Regions from separate parts of the Mus musculus genome. Here all the other regions are linked to region 1. Evidence: chromatin contacts called from public ChIA-PET, Hi-C and HiChIP or PLAC-seq data. All regions are on one chromosome and are shown on one strand. Each heading gives the region's core, a stretch centred on a gene start, on an enhancer-like site or on the middle of the called end of the contact. The rest is flanking DNA. Distances are from core to core; before and after follow the strand shown.

Region 1 (3,217 bases), core at 29-2,528:
GTGAGTAGAAGCAAATGAACACACACACACCCCACCCCCAGAAACCTGTGGAAAACAGAATTTAACCGACTAGCAGATTAGTCCTACAAATGTAGCATTCCAGATCAGAGCTCAAAAATAATTCCCAATGATAAATATAAACACAAACTTGGAAAATTAAGACGATGACGATCATCCCCTGATAATGTGTCAGTAATTTCAAATTAAGAGTCGTTCCAACTGGAAGCTGGCAGTCAGTCAGTCACACACGGTCTAAAAGAGTTTGTTTACAACACTGACCAGACCAAAGATTTTTCAGAAGATTCGCGCTGACATTCCAGCACTCACTGACTACTTTTAAGCAGTACAGCTGCTGTAATGTCCAATAACTATACAAATTAAGCCAAAACGAGTTTCTTCTTAATGGAAAAATGACAAGAACAGAAGTGGACCAAGCCCTTTATATTATGTTTGCTTTGAGTTTCTGAATTTTGGTTGTTCATCCAAAAGAGAGCCCCCTGCCAGCTGGAGAAGGGGACACGTTTACGCTTAGGGGAGGAGGTGAAAATCTAAAGACCGATGATGGGCTTGCTCTCGGGATGTAAAGGCACGCGGGATTTATTAGGAAGGGTACGGACCGAAGGGAAAGTTAATATTTATAAACACTGGACTTTCATTAACGCCTAAATGTTAAGATGTCTGGGTGAAAAGTTCGCTCTGGATTAAGAAACATCAAGAGCAGGGAACGGTAGCATTTCACGGGACACAGAAGACCACACTTTCTAGGGCCATGTCCAGAGTAGGATCAGGGAGCACGGCACGGGAACTGGAAGAACGCAGGACGCGGTCACCCAGGACGCGCGATCCCGAGAGGACTTTGGGGCGGGGGCTTCGGAACTGTGCGTCAGGAACGCGGCTGGAGAAGGCGGGTGACAACATCAGGGAAGTCGGAGCCCGGAGCGGGGAGGGAAGGAATGCGGGGATTCCCAGGCCAGCCCGACCAGCTCCGGGCGTGCGCTCGGCGCCGGTCCAGCCCGGCCCCGCTGGGCCTCGGGTGCCAGGTGGCGGCCGCTCCAGGCAACCCGCACCCTCCCGCGCCGGGGCCCTGTTCTTCTCACCTTCCGGACGCGAGCCTCGCCGCTCCTGAGCGTCCCTCAGCCCCGCGGATCCCGGCCCACACCACCGGTCCCTCAGCGGAGCCGCAGCCCGGATGGCTCGAAGCTCTGGCCTCCCGACCGCACACGCCACCCTCCGTCCGCCGCTGACCCGGGCTCTCCTAGCTCCGCCCCCCACGGCCCCGCCCCCCGGAGCCAGAGACCGCGAGCTCATTGGCTCTGGTCAGTCTCGGAGCGCGCGGCCATTGGCTCCGGGTCGCCGGAGACGAAGGGGCGGGACTGCAGGCCTCTGCGATTCCCGTAACGCGGCTCCCGGCGTCCGGGATTCCGGAGGCTGAGCCTGGTCGCCTTTCCTAGACTAGATCGAAGGCTTCCCCGCCGCACTTGGGTGGGTGGCCGGAACGGAAAGTTCCATTTTCTCTAGGGTAATGGGTCGCGGACAGCAACCCAGGTGCCTCCCGCGACCCCTCTCCCCGGACCTCGGCTGTCTCCCTGGGCTGTCTTCCCCAGAGGGCCTGCGAGCCTCCGGCGACTGCTAGGAGGCCCTTGGGACTCTGGAGGCAAGGGAACTCCCTGGGGACAGGGCAGGACTTAGTGGCCCTGACTGTACTCGCCCATAGTGACCGCTTCGGACCCAGGCTTAAGTAAACGAACCTTGCTACTGTGCAATTTTTGTTGTTGTTAGTAAATGAGTTTGGGTGTCATTGATTGATCCGTGAACTGGTGACCTGCCAAGAAACTGTTATCTTTTTGCGGTTTGAGTCGCCTGATGTGTGATTAGAAATACCAAGGAAAAACCTATTTCATTGTAATCCACCACCCTTCCCTTGATTGGAAAACGACCTTAAGGCTGCAATGTGCGTGAGTGCACGTGTGTGATGTGTGTATGTGTGTAGTGTGTATACAAGCAAGTTGAGAAACTTAAAAGATAAGGGATGTGTAACTGTAAAGAAACACTCCAATTTGCATTGGTTATCTTTTACTGAGCACGGAGCCCGCCCTTGGAGTGCAATTGATATAATATATAATCAGTGTAACTCCACTGATGGAAATTGATTTTCTCATTCCCAACATCTACCTTTTGTTTTGCTCTAAAGGAGACAAATGACAGGAAGCTGGACGGATGGAGGGGTGTGTGGGAGAAGTTGAGGGAACAGCAAAAAAAAAAAAAAAATCTGGTAAAAATATACTGTATACAATTCCCAATAAAAAACTTTTAAAAGTGAAGAAATGACTCAAAAAAAAAAAAAAAGAGAGAAGGCTAGAGACTTTTGGAAGAAAGGCTAACATAATGATTTGCAGAGCAAACAAATACCCATTAATTAGTCATTGTAAAGTTCTTTGTTATATTGACAATTCAGATGAGATCAAATGGATCAAACTGCAGTCTTGCTCTCTGCCCCTCCCTCCCCCTTTTCTTGCCTCTGTTGCATCTCTATACCCCCAGCTCTGAATTATGACCCCTTAGCTGTTGGTCAGCTAGTTTGAAAAAACACTGCCAAGGGCCTGGCTAAAAGAGTCTCAAACACACTAGTGGTTGATGTGCTGAAGCTAAAGATGTGTTTGTCTCTTGCTCAGGGTGTGACAAGATCGAATGGAGGGAAAAGACTTGTAAGGGCCTTTGTTCAATTGAAGACCTTACAAAGGTGCTTAGTAGGTCTGCTGAACGACTATTTAAATGCAAATCCTACGGTTGTTACTTCCCATTGCTGTGACCTTGGAAAAGTCTTGAGTTTCTTCATCTGCAAAATGAGGAGGACGGTTCTGACCTGCTAAGTTGCAAGAATGAACTTATTTAAAACAGCGAGAGGGTTTGACGCACTGTTCAGTAAATATCAGGTGTCCTCGAATGACTCCTCTGCCATCGCACCTCAGTAGACCTTTCTGCATTACAGCATTTATTTAAAAGTTTGTTTATCTGAGGTGGTTGTGGATAGAAGGAGGTGAATGTTTTATAATGGATTCACCTGCCTTGGACCATGGGTGGGGAATCCGAAGGCCTATACTGCCTCTCTCGCATACATGACTTATCACTTTGTCTGTATTGGCTCAGCTCAAGCCTTGCCACACAGCAACTCACACTTTGTGAGAGTGATTAAAATCCTGAGCAAAGGGACTGGAGA
Region 2 (2,895 bases), core at 280-2,779, 680 kb after region 1:
CTCCCCGACACAGACTCTTGGATCTTCCTCGGGGCTGTGTTTTGTCACTAACTTCAGGAAAATCAAATTAACTAGATCACATGGGCAAGTTTCAAGCAATGGGAAAGCCCCCTGACTAAGGACAAATGATCTGGACTCAGGGTGGTTTCTTGCTAATCCTGCCTTGGTGTTTTCCTGGGGCCAAATTCTGTCTCTTTAAACCTCTTGCCTAGCATCTGACCTCCCTTCTCCATGCAGCGCCCCTCAGGGCACAGCAGATGTTTCTACCAGAGAAGGATCTTTTTGGTTCGGAGGCTCCTACAGGAAGGAAGGGCATTTTTTTTTCCTTCACAAGCATCTGCAAATACCAGGGGCATCCGTTAGCACTGCTTGTAAACTGAAAGCTGAGTAAGACAAATCTTGCCCTCAGGTAGACCCAGTCCGAGGAGGACAGTCCACCCTACTCAGCATGTACTTGCCTAGTCCATCCCTTGTGCCAACCTTTCTAGTAAGACAGTGATAGTAGACTTGAAACCCACTTCTGTCTTCATTCCCAGTCTGGTGGTAGGGACAGACAGACGAGTGAGGAGCTGTGTGCTGAGGAGGCTGGAGGAAGGTTCTCTGCACTGTTACAGGGGCTGTAGCCTGAGGGGAGCTCAGTTAGTGTCTAGGGCAGTATGGGGTGACTGACCATAGGGCCTTGGAAATGTGAGCCCATAGGCTGATAAAAGGGGTGGGGCTGAGGGGGTCTAGATGGGCCGCTCATCAGTTAAGAGCACTGTTGATTCACTCCGGTCCCAGTTAACTGTAACTCCAGTACCCTCTTCTGACCTCCTCCGGTACTTAAGCACACTCCGGATGCGCCTATGGACATGCAGGCAAAACACTCTCCCTTCAAAGGAATAATTCCAATTAAAAAAAAAAGTCCGCCGTGCCCCAGGGAGCACTGCATGAAGGGAGCACGGGCACCAGTCCTGGGGGGACACACCTCGGGAGAGCATGGTAGGGTTAGCTTTTGTTCTCCCTTCCCTCGTGCTAGGAAAACTCAGGTTCTATCAGAACACTGCCAAGTGGTTTTCATGTTTCAGTTTGAAAGTCTTGAGGCTTAGAACTGTGTCGTCCGTTATCAGCCTGACTGAGAGTTAAGTGAGATTGCTGTTCCTGACAGAGAGCATTGGCTGACCCGCGTGCTCACGAAGGAGTCGCTGTTGGTTTAGTGGGAATAATAGTTTCTGTCACACTCTCGCCCAGTACACGGTTGTTGTTAAAACTGGAAAGTGGTTCCGACGGGAGGTTTAGAAGCACGCACCCGACAGTCATGAGTCAAGCCCTGCCAGCGTAAAGCCATAGAAGTGTGATCCTGCTGAGTCATCAAAAGTGAAAAGACACTGGCACTTAGGACGGCTTCAGGGTGCCCCTGAGGTGAGGAAGGCATACTTAGGAAGACCTTGACTCCAGCTATATTTGGGGCAGGATGTCAGAGTGAGTGCTGCTTCTGTTCGAAGTGATTTGTGGGCAGGCTACCTTTGCTATTAATAATCGTCTAAATTACATTTTTAAGGAAAGAGCGCCCCCTACCGAGCAAAGCGTCGTTTTTCCTGATCCCCTTCCCTTCCTGTGACCTTCGGGTTTTCCAGACAAGGCAGTCAGCTCTAGTTGGTTCATCTTGCAGTAAAGGGGCAGCCGGCAGCCAGGATGCTCCTAACACCATCTAAACAGCACTTTGCACGTTTCAGTGTCCCAACCAACTGGCTCGTCTCATGATGGACACATTGGCAGAGAAGAAGAGAACTATTCTAAAGAGTGACTAGGGAGAGTGACATATGGCATGTGGCTGGGGCCATGATCTACTGGGAGCTGCACTCTCAGGGGTGGGGCTGCTACTGAGATGATCCTGTTACTGAGATGATCCTGTCACTGCAGGGATTCCTGGGATCCACCTGCAAATCCAGACCTACGGAGGAGTGCGATCCACCTGGGCCTTTTCAGTCTCAGGGTTTTAATAATAAATAGTGTGCTCTCTGCTGAGAAGCTGAGACATGGACGCTTAGCAAACATGCCAGCGTCTTAGCTAAGGAATGCTATTTCATAATTTTGTAGTCATGATTTTTAGAGGGTTGATACACTTTTGGTAACATGGCTTAATTAATTACTTGGCATGTATCTTAGATTTTCCACTTTGCTGAACTATACAAGCATCTGGTAATTTTTAAGGGATATGTAACCTACGGGCTGAATTGATCCGTACTTGCGACATGTTCCTCTGTATTATACAGCCTGTAAAAGGATTTATATCAAGATCATGAACTAATTAATACAACTACAGGGGCTGGCGAGATGGCTCAGCTGTGACAAGCATTTTTGCTCTTGCAGAGGACCTGGGTTTGGGTCCCAACACCAAGATGGCAGCTCACAGCCATCTGTAACTTGGGTTCTGAGAGATCTGACACTCTCTTCTGGCCTCCATGGGCAGTACTCAGACACATGCAGACACACACACACACACACACACACACGCACGCACATACACACACACAAATAAATCTTTTAAACCCACAACTTTAAGGAGTTAGAACGTGGTATAGAATGTGTGTGTGTGTGTGTGTGTGTGTGTGTTGTGTGTGTGTGAAGTCAGAAGCACCAAGTGTAATTCACAGGAGTCCAGTCATTTGTTTTGTTGTTGTTTGAGCTTAAGATATATCTTGAAATGACAGATGCCTAAATAATGAATATTAACTGACCGAATAGCTAATAGTCATGAGAAGATGGTTTTAAAATTATAAAATACTCGGTTATGGCAAAAGTTATACTTTCAGATTAGCCCTCAGAAGCTAATGTGAGCCAGGGGTAGCGATGATCCCAGCACTTGGAAGGGAAAGCTGGGCAGGCAGGCAGCTCGAGGCCATCCTTGGTCAC
Region 3 (2,771 bases), core at 224-2,723, 780 kb after region 1:
TGGCTGCCTCGCCTTCCTCCCCAAGTCCCCAGTGTACAAACTCGCAGACTCCGGACGAGGGCTGGAGTTGAAACGGGCAACTCCGAGACACCGTTTAGAGCTCGGCAAGTTACAAAGCCGGGAAGCCGAAGCCAGAGCTTACCCGGCTCGCAGCATCAATCCTTCATCCCGGGCATCTCACGAGTCCCCCGACTACAGCAGCTCACCCAGCTCTCCGCTGGCCCTAGAGCAACTCCTCGAAACGCAACCCCGTCCCCTAGGAGGGTCTCACCCTCTGAGACACACACACACAGCCTGCCCTTGGAGTGCGCGGGCGCCCCAACTCCAGGGTTTGTCGACTGCCCCAAGCGTAGGCCAGCTCGACCCTGACACTGGTCCCCAACCCAACGCGGGAGCACCCTCCCGCCCCCACCTCCCCACCCCCACCCACCAGCCGCTGAGGTCGGAGGAGCCGCGACCACTGAGTCTGGGACCAGCCGGGTCCTCCCCCGGGGGAGCGGTCGGTCCCCGGCCCGCCAGCTCGGCCCTAGCACACACAGCTCGCTCCTGCCCAGCCCCGGTGCTCCCATCACGCCGCCCCCTCCCCCAGCTTGCCCGTCCCAGGGGAGCCCGGTGCCCGGCAGCCCGGGTCGCCCGGTGCCCCCCCCCCCAAGTCCGGCCCGGGGTAAAGAGACTCTCGGGCCGCTCGGCGGGCGAGGGCGTCGAGGTGTGGGTCGGTCTCTGCGCCCGGGGACGCCGCACCTCGCAGGCTTCGGGGTAGAGAGTCCCGCTCCGCTCCCGCTGGCCTCGGAGCCCCCGGTCAGGAGAGGCGGCGGGCGGCCGGATTGCCGAGGGCCGGGTCGGCTCACTCCGGCGGGGCAGTGGCGCAGCCCGCTCTCCGCGCTGCATTCCAGCCGCCGACCGAGGATCGGCCGCTCTCCACCCACCCCGATCCCGGGAGGAGGCGCCGAGCGAACGGCGGCCCGCGTCAGCCGCCCCGGCCACGGCCCGGAGGCTACCCCGGCCCGAGGCTCGCCGCCGCCGCCCTCCGCCGCCCGGCCCCGCCGCCCGGCCCGGCCGGGGTCGGAGCCGCCGCGGCCTAGTCCCGAAGGGAGACCGCTCCCGCGCCCGCTCCCGCCCCTCCGGCAGCCTCGCCGCGCCTCGCCGCCGCCCCGCGCCCCCCATCCCCCGTCGCCGCCGCGCCGCCTTCCGAGGACCCGCGGGAGGAGCCGTGGCTCTCGGGCCGGCTGCGGGGCTTCGGAGGGCCGCCCGGCTCCCGCTCCAGCACGGCCGCCGCTGCCCGGTTTCTCCGCTCACCTCCGCCATATTGGTACCTTTAGGGCGAACGAGCAGCGCCGAGCCCAGTCCCCGGATGGGGCGCCTGAGCCAATCGCAGCCGCCGCCGCCGCTGCCGCCGCCGCGGCCCGCCAGGCACCCGCCCGGAGGCAGAGGCGGCTCGGCCCCTTATAGGGCAGGCCGGCCCGCGACGCCCCCGGCCCGCTCGCACACCCACGCCGTCCGGCGCTCCCGCGGCCGCCGCTCCTGCACGCGCCCGCCCCGCGCGCCCACGGCGCTCTGCCCCGGCTGGAGTAAAGTTCCAGCTGAACTGCGGGCGAGCGCGGGGACCGGCCGGTGGGTGCGGTGGGGGGGCCGGAGGGAGGGAGGGAGGGAGGGAGGGCGAGCCCGGGGCGGGGGAGGAAGGAGGGTGGCGGGAGACTCGGAGGAGGACTCGACGGACTTTCCCGAAGTGAGAAGAGTACGCGATGGCAAGTGAGCGAGCCGCTGATGGGCAAAAGAGGAGAGAGACCCGGACAGGAAGCAGGACGGCTAGGCACCTGCAGGAATGGAATGCGCATCGGCGTTCAGTGGCTTGGAGTGAACTGTGGAAGTAGACATTTGCCAGACAGGCTCTGGAAGATGATGGCAATTCAGAAGGCAGAAAGACTGACAGACGGAGCCAGACATGATGAGCGTGCTTGCGCGACATTCATAGCCTGTACACTTTTTTTTTTTTAAAGACCAGTTCTAGGAGTTATTAATCACAAATAGTCTAGAAGATGACCCGAAGATATACACTTGATAAACCTTTTAAAAAGCAGAGTGTCAAAGACCCTGAACCAAATTGCAAAAACTGCCTCTCACACCTACCTCGGGGGTAAATAAAAACAACATTGTTTGAGATTATACATACAATAAATGTGGTCTCCTGGATAAGTGGATACATGGAAGAGAGAGAGAGACTTAGCAGATGTATCTGTTTCTGCATAGGCTTCAAGAAATAATCCTGTGTATGAAAACAGATCCATGAGAAGATAATATACAAACAGGAAGGTGTGCTAAGACCTTACAGGGGCTTAGAGTGTCCGTGAAGACCAGAGCTCTCCTCCCAGATGCCTGCCAGGAGCTTGTAATAAATATTAATGGCAAAATGAGGTTTGCACTGTAGCTTCATAAATTTAAGCATTTTTAAGATGCTAAAACTTTTCATAACTTTAAACCTTAATTACACTGTTCAGGTTTGAGCCTAGGGTCTCCAATTCCCTCACTGGATGAGGATGGAGATGGGTTATGGGAAGAAGCAACGGTTACTTTTAAAGAGGATTACCAAGGCAAAAAAAAAAAAAAAATCAACCTAAAAACACGGGTAAAAGTTATTTATTCGTGGAAATTTTACAGAAGAAAAAAGTCACTCAACTTCAAAACATCCAAAAGACATGGAAAATTACACTTCCCCTACTGTGAATGATATCACAAACTTTTGTCCAATCAAATAACTCAAAAACAGGCTTGGC
Region 4 (3,096 bases), core at 20-2,519, 520 kb before region 1:
GCAAGCGATGAGCAGACAGGTGACCCCGAGCAGCTGGAAGCAGTCTGCAGCAACAGGGGTCGTGAGGAGAAAACGGTCCAGAGTATTCACGGTCAGACACAGCGACTCGAAAGAGAGGCCGAACTGGCGGTGGACTTGCAGGAGCCAGCTGAGCAGTTTACAGCGCGATTCGGCAGTCACCTGGCCGGGAGCGAGAGGGGGAGTGTGCTGAAGCGCGCGCCCGAACAAAACAATCCAGAGAGGCAGAGAGGCAAAGGGGAAAACGCTAAATGACTGAAAAATAGGAGGCACGTGGGGGGGAGGGGGGGAGGTACGGGCCTGCCTTAAACCAGGCGTTCCGGAACGCCTGGGAACGTTTGGGCTCGCGCCTGGTATTGTGCACAGTGCATTAGGGCACACTACCCAGTCTAACCCTCTCAGCAAGTCAAAGGGACTATAAGGGGTGGGGGGTGGGGGGTAAAGTTTTTGTTTTTTTTTTAAACAGAAGTGCAAGCAAATTTAGGAGTTCTGGATCTGACGTAGAAGCTGTCGAACTGCGTTATAATAAAACTCCTCTACCCACCCCCTATAACTTCCGATATCCACCTCTCCACCCACAACCTTTCTCCATCTAAATAGGTCAGTGGGCCAATCCTTGAAGGTCCCAATTGCTCCTACTGATGGCAGATAATGGGCTGCAATGACTAGGGCTGTGCGAAGGGCAGCCAGCAGCCATGGAGAGAGCGAGCTAGCCTGGGAGAGACAGAAGCGCGACGGCCCCGGGTCTGGCTCTTGCCAGCGCCTCACTTGTGGCTGGCGCGCCAGCGACTCCCGCGGGTGGAAAAGATTCTCCTGCGCCTTTCGGAAGTCGTAGCAGCTCTGGCCGTATTCTCGGAAGGTCTGGAGATCCAGCGCTGTCAAGGGCTGGGCAGGGTTGAGTAGGGAGCTGCAGTCCCGCGCCGCAGACACTGCGGGGCTGTCGGCGCCGTCCGAGCTGGAGCTGGGGGACTCGAAAAGGTCACAGACGCCCGAGTCTCCCGGGAGCGAACACGCGTTCAGCGGCCGCAGCGGCTTCTTTCTCCGGAGGCACGGGCGTCTGCTCTTCTTCACTGGGGCGCGGAGGTTCTGGTGGCTGTCTCGCCTCCCGGCTCCCGCGGCGGGGCTGCCCGGGCTGGCAGGGCAAGGGGTAACCATGTTACAATCGGGTAGCGCTCCTAGCGTCTACGACGCCCGGAGCGTCGGCGCGAGAGCTGCGAGGAAGATCCGGTCCCGCTGGCGGCGCAGCTCTAAGTACCCGGACTGTGCCTTCCCTCCACCACTCCCCCGGCCTCTCACTGGCTGAGCCCCGAGCCGCCCACGGGCCGCGCTTTCCCGGAGGCAGAGCCACACCCCTCGCGTGCGAGCAACGCGTGGCCCCCGCGCTGGTTGCAGGGGGAGGAGGCGTTGCAACTCCCGCCTCTCACCCGCCTTCAGCTGCAGGCTCCGCGCGTCTGTCGTCACCGTGGCAACCGCAGCCCGGGTCCTGGCGCCAGCTGCTTGAGCTCGGTGGAAGAGCGTAAAGATCACTGGCCACCTAGGGGAGCCATGGGCCGTCTGAGCGGTTCAGCCGCCCCCGGAAAAAGGGAAAGGCTGCTCCGGGGAACCTGGTCCTTGGTTAGATTGTCTGGCCTGGTGTGATCATCTTTTATGCCAACCCTCATCCAGGTGGGTCCGCCTCTGAGCTCCGGACCAAGATCAGGCTAGGTTTTCTTCAGTGACCCATAAAAGGACTTGATTTGCGACTATTTTATTTCATTCCGCTGGCCCAGGGAAGGAGAACTTTGGCGCGTCGCTAACGTCTGTTAAGTATGTGGGAGCCCGTCCTGTCAGACAGGTATTTGTGATCCAAAAACGTAGGAAGTTACTTCAAATGACCGTCGCACAAGCCCGCTGCCCTCTGGATACTTTGCCCCGCACTTTTCATCCCGAGCCAAACACGCCAAGGCTGCAGCCGTTTAGGGCCTTAATGTCACAGGTGGCATTTCTGTGGAATTGCTCACAGTGTGTTCTGCTTTGGGTCATTAGCTTTTAACCCTCTACCTTTCTAGGTTATTCTTTGTGCCCAGGGTAGGATGGAGGGAAATCAAAGGAATGCAGAGTTGGGGGAGGGGGAGGCGCGGGGACAAGAGAGAAAGGTAGAATGTGACACCTTCTCCATTCTCAACCCGTGTACTCCAAACTCCGGTCCTGATCTAAAAGAGACGTTAAGGCGCTGTGAGTTCTGCACACGCGGCCGTCCTCACTGATTCCAAAGACAGCTGGAAATTGTTGGAGTCCACGTGCAAATCCTCCCCCTAGAAACTTGCCAGAGAAGCAGGTGAGGGGAAAGGGCTGGATTTCAGCTTCTCGCCTCCGTTTCTATTCTCTGTGATTCTGAAGGCGCTTTAAATTGCAGCACTTGTGTGACGCGGGGTTGCTGAGAATCACCTGAGAGGAGTTTTCTACATGCAAGTGCCTGGCTTTCTGTCTCCTCTCAGGCTGTTGATGGGTAACATTACGGGGAGATCAACCGAATCCACAGCAAGGGGGCCACATAGCAGACCTCTTCCTAGAAGAGTTTTCTGGGTGAGGAGGAAGGATCTAGGAACTCTCTGATTCTGCCTCTTGGTCCAGCGGGAAAGAGCACAAAGCACCTCATCAGTAGGATCCAGAGTGTACCTATTTAATGATCTTGTTCAGCAAGACATTATTCGGTCTCCATTTCGTCGTCTGTAAAAGGATATTACTTGCCTTGCGAGTCAAGTAACATCGATGAGAAATCTTGAAACTCCCCCCCCCCCCGTTAATTTATTTTATTTATTCACTTTACATCCCTATCGCAGCTCCTCCTCCTCTCAGTTACCGCCTCACATCGCCCCTTCCCCCTCCTTCCCTGCATTGAGAAGGGGCCGCCCTCTCCCTCTGAGTACTAACCCATCCTGACACACCAAGCCCCTGCAGGCCTGGGCACAAGCTCTCCCGCTGTGGCCAGACAAGGCAGCCACAAGCAGACAACAGTCAGGGACGGCTCCCACTCCAGTTGTTGGGAGACCCTCTTGAAGAGAAAGTCCTTTTTAAATGCAAAATAGTAGAGTCCTC

The links. Hi-C and Micro-C count contacts between places; a contact is called where the count stands out from the background. ChIA-PET counts read pairs in DNA pulled down with a chosen protein or histone mark. HiChIP or PLAC-seq counts read pairs in DNA pulled down with a chosen protein or histone mark.
Region 2: an H3K4me3 HiChIP or PLAC-seq map of bone marrow-derived macrophages shows a contact between it and region 1, with 5 times the contacts expected there. The contact joins the enhancer-like site here to the promoter of Il6st in region 1. A contact is called at or near these places in 14 of 39 promoter capture datasets (the 3T3-L1 cell line, 3T3-L1-derived adipocytes, the C10 cell line and 10 more), 1 of 15 datasets of contacts at CTCF or cohesin (the NIH/3T3 cell line), 6 of 484 Hi-C or Micro-C datasets (CD4 T cells, Sertoli cells, bone marrow-derived macrophages and 3 more), 20 of 115 datasets of contacts at active chromatin or transcription factors (bone marrow-derived macrophages, craniofacial prominence, double positive thymocytes and 13 more) and 3 of 9 other capture datasets (adipose tissue, embryonic stem cells and liver).
Region 3: a Hi-C map of muscle stem cells shows a contact between it and region 1, with 4 times the contacts expected there. The contact joins the promoter of Mier3 here to the promoter of Il6st in region 1. A contact is called at or near these places in 4 of 39 promoter capture datasets (cranial neural crest, hippocampal neurons, liver and 1 more), 4 of 484 Hi-C or Micro-C datasets (embryonic stem cells, muscle stem cells and myocytes), 5 of 115 datasets of contacts at active chromatin or transcription factors (astrocytes, cardiomyocytes, embryonic stem cells and 2 more) and 1 of 9 other capture datasets (adipose tissue).
Region 4: a contact with region 1 is called in an RNA polymerase II ChIA-PET map of memory CD8 T cells, with 52 read pairs. The contact joins the promoter of Ccno here to the promoter of Il6st in region 1. A contact is called at or near these places in 6 of 39 promoter capture datasets (embryonic stem cells, hematopoietic stem and progenitor cells, hippocampal neurons and 3 more), 3 of 484 Hi-C or Micro-C datasets (all in embryonic stem cells) and 4 of 115 datasets of contacts at active chromatin or transcription factors (bone marrow-derived macrophages, embryonic stem cells, memory CD8 T cells and 1 more).

What each region holds. Positions count from the first base shown.
Region 1 is chr13:112,462,131-112,465,347 of GRCm38.p6, reverse strand. Il6st (interleukin 6 signal transducer) reads right to left here and starts at 1,278. Exons shown (of 17, transcript NM_010560.3): 1 at 1,098-1,278.
Region 2 is chr13:111,786,990-111,789,884 of GRCm38.p6, reverse strand. All of the region lies in intron 1 of Map3k1 (mitogen-activated protein kinase kinase kinase 1), which reads left to right. Among named protein-coding and RNA genes, the nearest start is that of Map3k1, 21 kb to the left of the region's middle. Within about 2 kb of position 1,529, at least 113 of the 459 cell types and tissues checked have an H3K27ac peak or open chromatin away from gene starts, as enhancers often do. A contact at or near this core is called in Sertoli cells, adipose tissue, bone marrow-derived macrophages and 6 more, where this site is marked.
Region 3 is chr13:111,684,880-111,687,650 of GRCm38.p6, reverse strand. It overlaps Mier3 (MIER family member 3), which reads right to left and starts at 1,473. Exons shown (of 13, transcript NM_172593.3): 1 at 1,297-1,473. The coding sequence starts at 1,305.
Region 4 is chr13:112,985,975-112,989,070 of GRCm38.p6, reverse strand. Ccno (cyclin O) reads right to left here and starts at 1,269. Exons shown (of 3, transcript NM_001081062.1): 1 at 787-1,269; 2 at 1-180. The coding sequence starts at 1,173.